3 separate regions of the Mus musculus genome follow, and regions 2 and 3 are each linked to region 1. The links are chromatin contacts, called in public promoter capture Hi-C maps. All regions are on one chromosome and are shown on one strand. The core of a region is the stretch at or near the end of the contact, and the rest is flanking DNA. Distances in the headings are between cores, read along the strand shown.

The links. Promoter capture Hi-C pulls out the DNA fragments that hold promoters and counts their contacts.
Region 2: a contact with region 1 is called in a promoter capture Hi-C map of pre-B cells, with 3 times the contacts expected there. The contact joins the promoter of Tdp2 here to the promoter of Slc17a4 in region 1. A contact is called at or near these places in 7 of 39 promoter capture datasets (the HPC-7 cell line, HPC-7-derived erythroid cells, cranial neural crest and 3 more) and 4 of 115 datasets of contacts at active chromatin or transcription factors (the 230-238 cell line, large pre-B cells, microglia and 1 more).
Region 3: a contact with region 1 is called in a promoter capture Hi-C map of pre-B cells, with 4 times the contacts expected there. The contact joins the promoter of BC005537 here to the promoter of Slc17a4 in region 1. A contact is called at or near these places in 6 of 39 promoter capture datasets (the HPC-7 cell line, hematopoietic stem and progenitor cells, hippocampal neurons and 2 more) and 3 of 115 datasets of contacts at active chromatin or transcription factors (embryonic stem cells, large pre-B cells and pro-B cells).

What each region holds. Positions count from the first base shown.
Region 1 is chr13:23,912,989-23,916,840 of GRCm38.p6, reverse strand. Slc17a4 (solute carrier family 17 (sodium phosphate), member 4) reads left to right here and starts at 1,834. Exons shown (of 12, transcript NM_177016.3): 1 at 1,834-1,915.
Region 2 is chr13:24,829,449-24,833,300 of GRCm38.p6, reverse strand. It overlaps Tdp2 (tyrosyl-DNA phosphodiesterase 2), which reads right to left and starts at 1,642. Exons shown (of 7, transcript NM_019551.2): 1 at 1,372-1,642; 2 at 1,206-1,291. The coding sequence starts at 1,569. Acot13 (acyl-CoA thioesterase 13) reads left to right here and starts at 1,812. Exons shown (of 3, transcript NM_025790.2): 1 at 1,812-2,075. The coding sequence starts at 1,995.
Region 3 is chr13:24,799,510-24,803,361 of GRCm38.p6, reverse strand. BC005537 (cDNA sequence BC005537) reads right to left here and starts at 1,705. Exons shown (of 5, transcript NM_024473.3): 1 at 1-1,705.

The DNA.
Region 1 (3,852 bases), core at 585-3,084:
GATTTGAACTCATTATATAGCCCAGGATGGCTTCTAACCCATCATCTTCCTGCTTCTGAATCCTGGGTGCTGGGATTATTCCCCACAATCCTGGCTGCTTCTCAATCCATCCTCACTCCATCCTCTCCCTAGCATAATACTGTTGCTCTTTGTCTTCTTGTGAGACTGATTTGAAGGACCCACCCCTTCCTGGGTTACCAAGGCAGGAGTCAAGCCTTGTTATATCATAGTTAAATTCCTGTTAATGTTAACAGTATGTTTTTATTATAAGCACTTCTTAGAGTGTTCATTTTTCTTTTAAATAAGCTAAGGTATTGAGGCCCACTTGATTTCCTAATGAATAATTTTTAGATTCTTCTGGTTGCCTTGGTAGAAGCACTGTCTACTCCACAGCCAGCAACCCTCCCTTCATGCCAGCTCTGCTATTTTGAATTCCCCACAAAACACTTGAGAAGGTAATATATCAGCCACAGCTGCCAGCTGCTCAGACATAGCCCTGACATTTCCCAGACTGTGTCAGAAGCCTCCCACTAGCCAGAGACTGCTGACCACAAAGAGATCTATGGTTGGCGCCTACAATGCTCCATTTGCAGAGGCCCCTCTGGAGGATGCAAGTGTGGTTCATTTGGAAGAAGCAATGTTTGGAGGACAGGGCAGACTCCTTGCTGTACCTTGTTCTGGCTACATTAACAGGTTGTTTGGTTCACTTTGTCACTCTGGTGAGAGACAACATCCTGATGTAGCAGCATGAGCCTGAGGCCTAAGATAGAACTCTCAGGTGATCTATTCTCACCTGTGCTTGATCTTTATCATTTTAGAGCAGGATGAGTTGGTAACAGGAAGGAAGGGTGAGGGGACAGAGGATTTAAGGGTGACAGTTGCAACCGTGGATCAATCAGCAGCACTGGTCACAGCGGAGGCAGCAAAGGTAGCAGCGATGGTAGGGCAGAGATCACGAAAGCCAGGAAGAGCTGAAGACAGGAAAATGAGGTCATTGGAAGAGTTCCAGAGACCTACCAAAAGGGTCTCAGATACCACGGGTCCATTAGCTGCAAAAGAGTCTGTCAACAGCTCAGAATCCTAAACAGCGCAACATCTATCATCGTAGGTCCCAAGATTGGATGCTTGTACGAGAGCTGCAGCCCCGGATGTCGCTGGCTCTGTTGTGTGCACCACTGCTGGAAGCTGAGGACCAAGTGCTGAGACCACTAGATTAATCCTAGAGCAGTAAGCCTCTGGCCTGAGAATATGTTAAGCTCTAAGTGTCTGGCTTCTATAAGGTCAGTAGGCCTATAGCTGCTCTCTGTGTAAAATTAGTTCTATTAAACATGGATATGGTGGAAAACAGCCACTTAAGAGACAAGATGTAACCCTATCTATGAAGATTATTGTACTCCTGAGATCATAGATGATGAAGATGCCATTAATGAGCTGCTCAGAGGGTTGACCTGATAGCTTGGCAGGGAAAGATAAGTGTCATTGTGCTCAATAGCTTGAATTGTGACCTTGAGATCAACATGGTGGAAGGGAAAAACCCAGTCTTGAAAGCTGTCCTTTGACCTCAATAAGTGAAAACTTACCCACACACACTCTAACACATAAATAATCACATATAATGTAAAAGTTAAAAATGAGGCAAGCAAGAGTAGTAGCAGGACCCACAGAGAATCTGGGAAGATGTATGTGACTTCACATGAACTTCAAGTATGAGGAAGATAGAGTGAACATGGTCAGGTCATCAATTAAATAATAAAACAAAGTTAAAAATTAAATGGTTGAGCCAATAAAAGCCTCCATTTGGTAAGATAAAAGCTAAAGGCCCTGAGTAATAATTCACTCCTCTGGGTTAGACAGCTGCAGAAAGCTGAGAAACCGATAGGATCCCAGCCAAGAGCCGGCTCTCCGCCTTCCTCAGGTTTGCTTTCCAGTTCTTGCTCTGGTTCTGACGGTGTGGGAACGGACCTTTTCCTGTTGAGATTATAGGTGGTGTGCAGGACTGGGTTTCTTTTGGGAGATGGTTGTGAAAAGTGAGACAGGAGGCTGCTTTTTCCTAAAACAAACGAGGTCTATAGGAACTCCAGAAGGAGAGGGAGGGAGGAAGACAGACATGGAAGAGGGAGACAAAAGCCAGCGGTGGGTGGGTGGGGACAGGAAAGGTAGGAAACAGGGAGAAAGGGAGAGAGAATACTGTCTGAAGCAACTAGAAGGGAACACCAATCGTAAGGTCAGGTCTTGCATTTCTTAGGGTTACTGACGCTGGAAAATTGCACAAAGCACTCATGCATTTAACTTGTTTTTGTGAGATACACTAGTTTGTAGAAACAGCACTAACCAAACAGACTGAGGCAAAAAAACCAAACCAAACCAAACCAAAACACCCTGTTGTTTTAAAGAATATTTTTAATAGGCTTCAAAGGTCAAATTAACAAAAAAACCAGAGTAAACAGAATTTTCATGGGAGAATGGGGGACTGAAGCAAATAAAACCCCCTATGGCTTTATGCAGTGGTCCAGAGTGCTCTTTTCTTTTGCTGTCATGTTCCTGGGAGAGGACTTCCCTCTCAGCTCAGAGACAGCCACGGTATACCAACAGACTGGGTGGTTAGAATAGGCAGATCGTATGTTCTCACTGTCAGCCCCTTAGTTGTTATCATCTGTACTCTTCTGCTTCCTTCCTAACTAGGCCATTCTTGTTTTTCTTTCTTATCATATTGTACTCTGTGACTCACTGGAGCATGTGTCCTGCATGCTGTCTGTGGTCATGTCTTTTGCCCTTCAGCAGCCTTGTCCAACCCTCTTCCTCTAACTGACAAACTCCAGAGATTAAGGTCTTCTGTTTAAGTAGACGCAGAGCCACTCATGCGAGCAAACCTCCAGTCATGCTGGAGAAAGCCACGGAAGCAAGCCTTCCATTTATTGCACATATGTTTACTGGGTCAGTGAATGAGCCAGAGGCTGGTGAACTCTGAGGCATTGCGTCACTGCAAGGGTCTGGAAAGCTAGAAAGGAAAAAGCTGGCCTGAATCCTGTCTTCAGTTCCATGAGTGAGAGACTCTTCTGTCCAACCAGTCTCCCTAAGGTGTGAACAAGAGTCAGCAGATGGTTTTAGGTTTCCAAGCACAATCTCAGGCTTGACCCATTTCATTCTGCCAGTGTTGGTTTGGATTTAAGTTGTTTGTCAATTTTATTCTGAATTGCAGATGGTGTAAGCTGGAATCTTGTCGGTATCTGTCCACTTGCAGCTATAGTAGCGACACGCCTGGGTGTTAGGTAACATTTGCACAGACAGGGAAGCACAAACCCGACCCATTCTACATATCTTTAATATGAACATGTTTCATATTCCCTCGAGAGAAGAATGGCTTTGCTTTACCAGAAGCTCTGGCCACGGTACTTCCCTTTACATCTGCTCGGCCTCTCCGCTTCTGTGTTCATGGTCAGGTAGTAGTAGTAAGATGGCCATTTTCAGACTTCATAATCCCAGTTTCCTGGATAATAGGCCTAATACGATGGAGAGCACAAAAAGCCAAACTTCATCTAAAAACACAGCTTCTCCCAATTCCAGGCTGGACCCTGGAATGAAGGGGCTGTTTGGGTGCCCTTTGTTCGCTTTCTTTGTCAGCCACTCCCCTCTCCTCTCATCCTAACTAAAGCTTCTAATTCTCCCAGGGCTGGGCTCGGTCAATAGAGGCTGATGTAAGGCAGGCAGTATCTTTTTAACTGGGTGGATAGTCCTTGCTGCATCTTGTGAATATCCTGCTAAGGACTTCAGTGGTCTTTCCCTGAATGGCTAACTCCTGTCATTTCATTCTTTCCTCTGCTGTTGAGCATCTTGTGATTTCTCTCAAGTCAT
Region 2 (3,852 bases), core at 393-2,892, 920 kb before region 1:
GACACAGACAACTCCCATGTAAGACACTCTGGAAAGAACAGTGGCCAATTCGTGTACAAGGCCCAGTACGGCACCTTAGTTTTATTCTGCAAACTGTAGAACAACAACAATGAAAATCGGAGGCAGGGCATTGAGACAACAGGAACAGCATACACTAAAAACAAATATTAAACCTGGCTGGTATGGTTTTTAGTTCCCACAGGCTGAGGCAAGATTGCTAGGAGCTCAATGCCGGCCTGAACTACACACAAACTTGTGCCAAACTAATCAAACTTGAAACAAACCTGTCTCAAAAGAAAAACTATCGTTCTTTGGCAAGAGGAGAGCAGATAAACTATGCAGAAACAAGGAGACTTACAGGTTACCATTCTTCAGGAGAAAATCTCTACCTCTGTTTTTTTTCTAATCTTCAGTTTACATATCACCAATATTTCAGGTCAGTAAGTGTATTTCAGTAGCCAGGGTTTCACAAACCTTTAATCCCAGTACTGGGCCAATGGAAGGCAAGCCTTGACCACAAAGGAGTTCCAAGTCAGCCTGGACATATATGGCTCAAATAAAAAGTTCGGGTAGGGAGTGCTGGAATCAGATGCAATGCTAGCAAAAGGGAGGCTGGAAGAGAGCTGGAGGTCAGGATTATTGCAAGCCTCTGTCTCGAAAAAGAACAAATAACGGTAACATTAAACAAAAATTCCATCCCAGTGTGGTGGTGGGCACTCTAAATCCAGCCCATTCGATTCTGAGGCAGGTAGATCTGTGTTTGAGGCCAACCTAGTCTACACACCAAGCTCAGGCCAGCCAGGGATAAAGGGTGAGGTTCTGCCTCAAAATACATAAAATAATCTTCAGGTTTAAGAAATAAGATAAAATAAAATAAAATAAATCACGTTGGAAGCCAGTTCTAGTATGTGCCTTCAACGTGCCAGCACTGAGAGGGCAGAAGCAAGCTGATCTGAGTTCGAGGCCAGCTTGGTTCAAATAACGACGAGTTCCAGGCCAGCCAAGCGCTACACAGTGAGACTCGTCCCAAAACAACAAAGACAAGTCCCGCTGGGAAGTGACCCTGCATCCTCGGAAGCATTCCCTGAGATTTCCAGCTCTGGGGCGCCGGCCGCCCTTTTCCAGGTCCCGGTCCTCGGACGCCCAAGCCCAGCAGGCGGTCCCTCCCCGCCCTCGGCGAGCAGCCCGCGACCCCCGTCGCTTACTAGGCCTCGGACTTGAAGGACGTGGGAGGCTGGCGCGGCCACCCTTGGTCGTTCTCTGGCAGCTCGAAGTAGGCGCTCAGGGCTTTCTGAAAAGCAAAGGCACAAGGCTGCAGGGCGCGCCCCGCCTCCCGGGGGAGAGCGGCGGAAGCGAGAGACGCGAACTGACCTGCGTCTGCCAGTCGTTCTCCCGCAGGACGCTGGGGACCATCGTGGGGTCGCATCCCCCCACCAACGCAAAGCCCAGGCACTGAAGCCGCCGCCTCTTCACCCGGTCCTCCTCCGCCTGTGCTGCTTCGGGCGCCGACGCCGCCCGCCCTGCCGGCCCTGCGGGCTCCGCCGCATCGGAACTGCTGCCAGACGCCATCGCCGCAGGGTCCCCTCAAAACACCCGCTCTTCACGCTGCTTCCCGCGCGACTGATCGCGAACGCCGGAACCTGCGCAGGCGCGCAGCGTGCAAGCGCGTCCGCGTCAACCTTCCGGCAAGAAGACCGCCCTCTCTGGTCCCCGTCCGCGGCCAGCGAGGCGCAGATGGGGAGGGGGAGGGGGAGGGGAGGGGAAGGAGGGGCCGAGGAGGCCTGAAGGTTGCGCGTGCGCGCTGGGGCGCTAAAGAGTGAAGGTAACCCGTGATCATCTAGGACCAGGGCGACCGGGGCGCGCGATCCTTTCTCCCGAGCACGACGCGACAGCGGCCGGGCTTGCAGACTTGACCTTCCACACCCTTGTCCTCTCACAAACGTCTCTTCCAGAGTTCATTCTCGCAGAGCCCAGACTCTTGCTTTGCGTCCACGATGAGCAGCATGACCCAGAACCTACGAGAAGTAATGAAGGTTATGTTCAAAGTTCCCGGTTTTGATAGAGTTTTGGAAAAGGTATATTTATTGTAGGCGAAGTATCTGGTGAAGGGGACGAACCTAGTAAAACACCTTAGTGGCCTCGCAAACGCAGGGGAAGTGCGTGGCGTGGATTCTCATCGAAACGTAAATAAGCATGTTTGGTTTTTTGTTTTTTGTTTTTTTTTTAACCAGCAAACTGTTGGAGTGTGTGGAGAAAAAATGTCAGCGTACCATTTAAGGGACGCTGGAGCCTGCAGGGCTAGTATATAGGAATTGTTTCTTAAGAGTCAAGGAGGTTTGAGGTACGGAAGTGAATGCGAGAACCACCTGTACGTGTGTTGTATTTCTTGCTTTTGAGACTAGGTCTTTGTAACTAGGTCTATGTAACTATGTAACGTTTGTTGGCTGAGAACCCTTGTAGTCCAGGCTGGCCTGGGAGTCTACAGAGTTAACCAGGACCAGTGCCTGCACCCTGCCATTCCACATGAACTAACGTAGACTACTGTTTTCCAGACTTTATAGACATTGTGTTCTATAGGAAGCAATCCTTAATAAATATCCGTAGCAGAAGTCCAGTGCGTGGTATTGTCAGAGTAGAAAGACACTTAACCTTAGAACTTGCTGCAGACTTTTTAATAAATGTTTTAATGCACGCATGTCTATTTTTCTGATTAAGAAAAAATACTTGGAAATTTAAAAAGAATTTGGGCATGAAATATAAATTTTGGTCAACAACAGGCATTTGAAATCTTTTTCCTGAACACGCCCCCTCTTAGAATTTTTTAACTATGTTCATAAAGTGTCAAAAAAATAGGAAATAACCCTTAGGTAAATATATTTAATGTTTTCCAATAGGAAATATTTCAAAACTAAGGACAGCATTTGACAGTGACTTTTAGAAAGATAATATTACCTAAAAAGAATTTTAATGATTTAAGAGGAAATTTTAATTCTTTAAAAACAACCAAAAACAACTTTATGAGGACTGGGATGTAGTTAATCCAAGCTTGCAGGTGGGAGCCCGTCATTGACAGGGTTGCAGGTGGGCACCTGTCGTTGACAGGGTTCCATAGCCACTTCTCCGTAAGCTTTCCTCACCCTCCTGGGTATTAGAATATTTTGTAACGTATTTATTTGGTTTTATTTATTTATTTATTTTCTATTATTTATTTAAGTTCTATCCAGAACTTGACATGTAGACCAGGTCATCCTGGATCTCACAGAGATTGATCAGCCTCTGCTACTTGAGTATTGGGATGAATAGTATGTGCCACAGCATCTGACTGTTTTTTTGTGAGGTAATTTTGACATTGGTTTGATTGCCTTTGAGTAACTAATTAAAATTCTCATACCTACGTTCAGCTTGGTACCTGCCTGTAATTCCAGGCTAAGGGAGGCTGATGCAGGCTAGCTTGTAAGCTAGTTACATAAACAAATCCCTCAAAAAAAAAAAAAAGTGATTTTTTTTTTAAAACACTTAATAGTTGAAAATTAGCATAAATCTCACATTTGTAGTATGGCTAGCCACACTGCACAAGTTTATTATTTATAGGTAGCAGCTAGTGGCTGTTAAACTACATGGGGTCGATAATATAATAATAGTTATTGTGTGATTGATAACTTATGACAGACAGATAAGAGGTTGTTTTGGTTTTTTTTTTCTTTTTTTTTCTTTTTTTTTTTATTACGTATTTTCTTCAATTACATTTCCAATGCTATCCCAAAAGTCCCCCCCCCACACACACACAAGAGGTTGTTTTATGTGGGATGAGAAGCTAAGACTAAAGTATATATTTTTGTATAATGGCATGTA
Region 3 (3,852 bases), core at 456-2,955, 890 kb before region 1:
TAAAGCCTTTGGAAATTGTCACTAAACTATGGGCACTTTTTCTTAAGACTCAAGTACAACAGAAACAAGTCATTTTTTTTCCTGCTAATATGATTGAATAGCTAAATCACAACTGTAACCCCCAAACTGCACCTTCTAACAATATTAGCAGACTGTCATACCACAGGGTCAAGAAACAAAAGTTGCTGTCCAGTCATGTTTGGACAATAATGTTTGGGGGTTAGATGGGGAAGGTGAAGGGGAAGGAAAGAAAGAGGAGAAAAAAACTTGGAACTAACTTTCTGGAAAACACATGTGGCTAAACTGCCAAAATAAAAGCCATTGAGGGGAAAATGAAAAACCGATCATCAGGATTTAGGTGCGCAGTAAAACACAGCTGACACCGGTCCAATCCTTGAAACCCATTCGCATAGTCCCTTTTCAGAAAAGGGATTAAGAAATTGAGAAAAGGGAGGGAAAATTGTGATGTTGCTTCCCAAATACAGGGAAAAAAAAAATACCCCCCCCAAAACAAAAAACCCAAAAACTGAAAACCACCAAAACAGGGTAGGTGAATGAAACTGAAATCCCCAGTTGGATTTTACCCAGCCAGATCCATGGCTGTAGTACCTGATTAATTCTTAGTTATTTCAGATTTCACTACTGCTATGAACTGTCAGTGCTTTGCTATTGATTACACTTGGTGGTGAGCAAAGAGAAAAGTGCAAAATCAGCAGAGAAAGAAGGGGAGAGGTACAGGGTTTCCCTGCAATCAACTACAGTGTATACCGGGGGTGGACAGCTGTTGCCCAAAGGAGTCATGAGAAAAAACAGCGGAGTCATTACCAACTTCCCCATCACCCACGTTTTCACCCTCAGGCGGCTGCGAACGCTGCTGCCAAGGAGAACCATGATGGCAGAGGGAAAGGGGGGTCTATTAAACGGTATTAATAGTTATTCCGGCTCTGTGATTAGCCCTGATTAATGCCCGGGATCCAAGCACCCTTAGCCCTGCGGTGGGTTCTACATTCCCCGGGGAGCCCTCCGTATAAATTTGACCCCGTTCAAGTTCGGGATGGTAGGGAGTTCGATTATCTTCGTGTGAGCATGGCTGAGGCTAAGGTGGCGGGTTCTCCCACGTCCCAGGCCGGGCCCGGGGATCACCTGCCTTCGACCCCCAGGTCCCACCCACAACCCCTGGCCTTCAGCGGCAGCGACTCACTCGCACCACGGGAGACACTGGATCACTCGGGTTCTCACTCATTTCAATGTGGAAACAATTCCCGCCCGGGTAGAGGAGGCGGGAAGAGAGTTAAGTAGGAAGGATCAGTTGGGAGGAGGGGAAAAGAAGAGAATAATCGTGTTAATAATAATTACTTCTTAAAAGGAAGCCCACCCTCCCACCCCAAAAAAAAGCAAGGAATGAAGTTCCCGGGTTCTAGATTCGCTTTTCCCGTTCAACAGCCCATGTTTCCCGAGTGGGGGCGGCTGGGTGGTTTCCCAAGGGGACAGAGAGGCCGGGATCTAGGCGGCAGGGCGGGGTCCCCGCGGAGAGGAGAGCGGGACTCGCAGGCCGACCGTCGGTGGGCCGTCTAGCCGCAGCCTGCGGGCGGAGCGGCGGCTGCGGAGGAGGAGGCGGCGGCGGCGGCGGGGGCGCTGCTCGTGGCGCGGGCGGGAGCCATGTCAAGAGAACACGACGGGCCGACGGAGCCCCTCCATGCCCGCTGCGCTGCGCTCTGTGGCCGGGCCACGCGCGCTGCTGCCGCCACTCAGCCCCCACCTGGGCCCCATAGTCGGGCTCGGCGCCCCGGGCGGCGACGGAGGGAAGGACGCGGCGCGGGGTTGGTAGGGGGAGGGGGGAGACGGCGAGGAAGAGGAAAGCGCGCGGGAGGGAAGAGGGAAGGAGGGGAGCCCTGCGCTACGGCCTGTCCGCGGAGTGAGCCCGGCAAAGTTGTCTCGGTTCGAGCGTCGGCTCCCGAGGCCTGCTTCGCCCAACAGTCCGGTTCAGGAAGATAGTCCAAGAGAGAGCCCCGACGGATGGGGGGAGAGAGCCGCAACGGAGGAGGAGGTCGAGCGTCCGCGGGGCCACAGCCTCGGTTCCCCCACCCCCCGCACCGGAGTGGCTTCAGAAGCAGCGGCTGCCGCTGGAACCTCCCGGGTCCGGGGCTGAGTCGCGTTTGAGGAAAAGAAACAAGAACAAACAACTTAAAATGGCAGCGACGGCTGCTGCGTCACCCGCCCCTCCGCGGCACCGCCCCGAGCGCTCTACGCCTGCGCGCGCCCCGGACGCTACCATCTGTGGCAAAAACTGAAGGGGGAGGCGGGAAAAGAAGCGTGAAGGTTTTCACAGTTATGGAGACAGAAAAACCGAAAAGCTAGTAATGTGTGACATATAAAAGTCGGTATAAATAGTGAGTAGCTTTGAAATTAGGCTTTCAGTAAGATACTTCTTTTCCTAGGGGTGTTTGAGAACACACATTTCCCCTATTTATCAATATGGAAAGTCCTAAGGCGTGGCAAGGGTCTCCCGCCACTCCCTCCGCCCCTCTGTCCCTCCGTCAGGCTGTCCAGGTCTCCCCCGCCCCGTCCTTTTACGTCATAAGAGCACGCCCCCTACGCCCTCCATGACGAAGCGGAGAGAGTAGCTCCACCCTGGGCTATGCTGGGGAGCGGTAGTTGGACTTAGGGGGTGGGGTAGGGTGGGGGTCCTGTTAAAGCAGCGGTTCTCAACCTGTGGGTCGCACCCCATACGGGAGAATCCAATGATCCTTTTATAGAGGTTGCCTAAGACCATCGGAAAACATTAACATTCATAACAGCAGCAACATTACAGTTAAGAAGTAGCAACAGAAATTTACGGTTGGGAGTCAGCACAATATGAGGAACAGTACTGAAGGATCTTAGCAATGGGGAGGTTGAGAATCACTGCTCCAGAGATGCTCAAAAGCCAAAGCCGGGGAAGTGGGCGGAAAAATGGGTGTTGGAAGGGCCAGAGTGAGGAAGAAACCCGGAAGACTGAAGGGTGGTTAGGGTCATTTTATTATTCCCTAGAAGTCGGCCAGTTGGCAACAACGGAGAAATCATTTCGAGTTAGCGGAATGAAGCTTGCTTGCACCCCAACGAGTATAGCCTCAGTCCATGCGCCTCTATCCTCACCCCTCTTCCTGCACCACCAAGGCGAACGGACCTCGGGCTTTAAGCGACAGAAGCCCTTGTATGCGTTGTTGCTAGGATCGGAAGAGGCAGCCGAACTCTACGTGTGATTCCTCCACCACAGTGAACAGGGATCCCCGAGAACCTCAGACCTACGTCCCATCTTCTCCTGACTCTCTATCCTCAACGGTAAATGGGACACTGGAACGTTTACTGCTGAATCACGCCGTCCTTGACCCCAAAGAGCGCTCATTCGGTTTGTGAGACTCTGGTGTGATAAAAACGAAGTTACATAATTAATCAGCGAAGGTTGATACTCCACATGAACAAAGCCTGGGTGCTGCATTCCTGACTACTCGGTCGAAACTTTTAAAAGTCCAGTCTCCTAAATAGCTGCTTTTCACTTCGTGAAATCAAAATCTATTAGCTGCAATCACCCTTTATCCATAAGCCAAAGAAAATAAATAAAATCCTATTTTTATGTTTGCCTGCATGCATACTTGTGCCCAGACACCAGAAGAAGGTATCGGATCCCCTAGAACTGGAGTTCAAGATGTACTAGGGCCCATTCTTCAATGTAAGTTCTCCAGAACCAAGGTTGGCATTCCTGATCGTTCCAAATTAGTTCCAACATGAGTCAGCCATAGTGGCTGTAATCCGAGCACTCAGGAGGCTGAAGCAGGTTTGTTGTGACTTCGAAGTCATTCTCCTTCAAGGCCA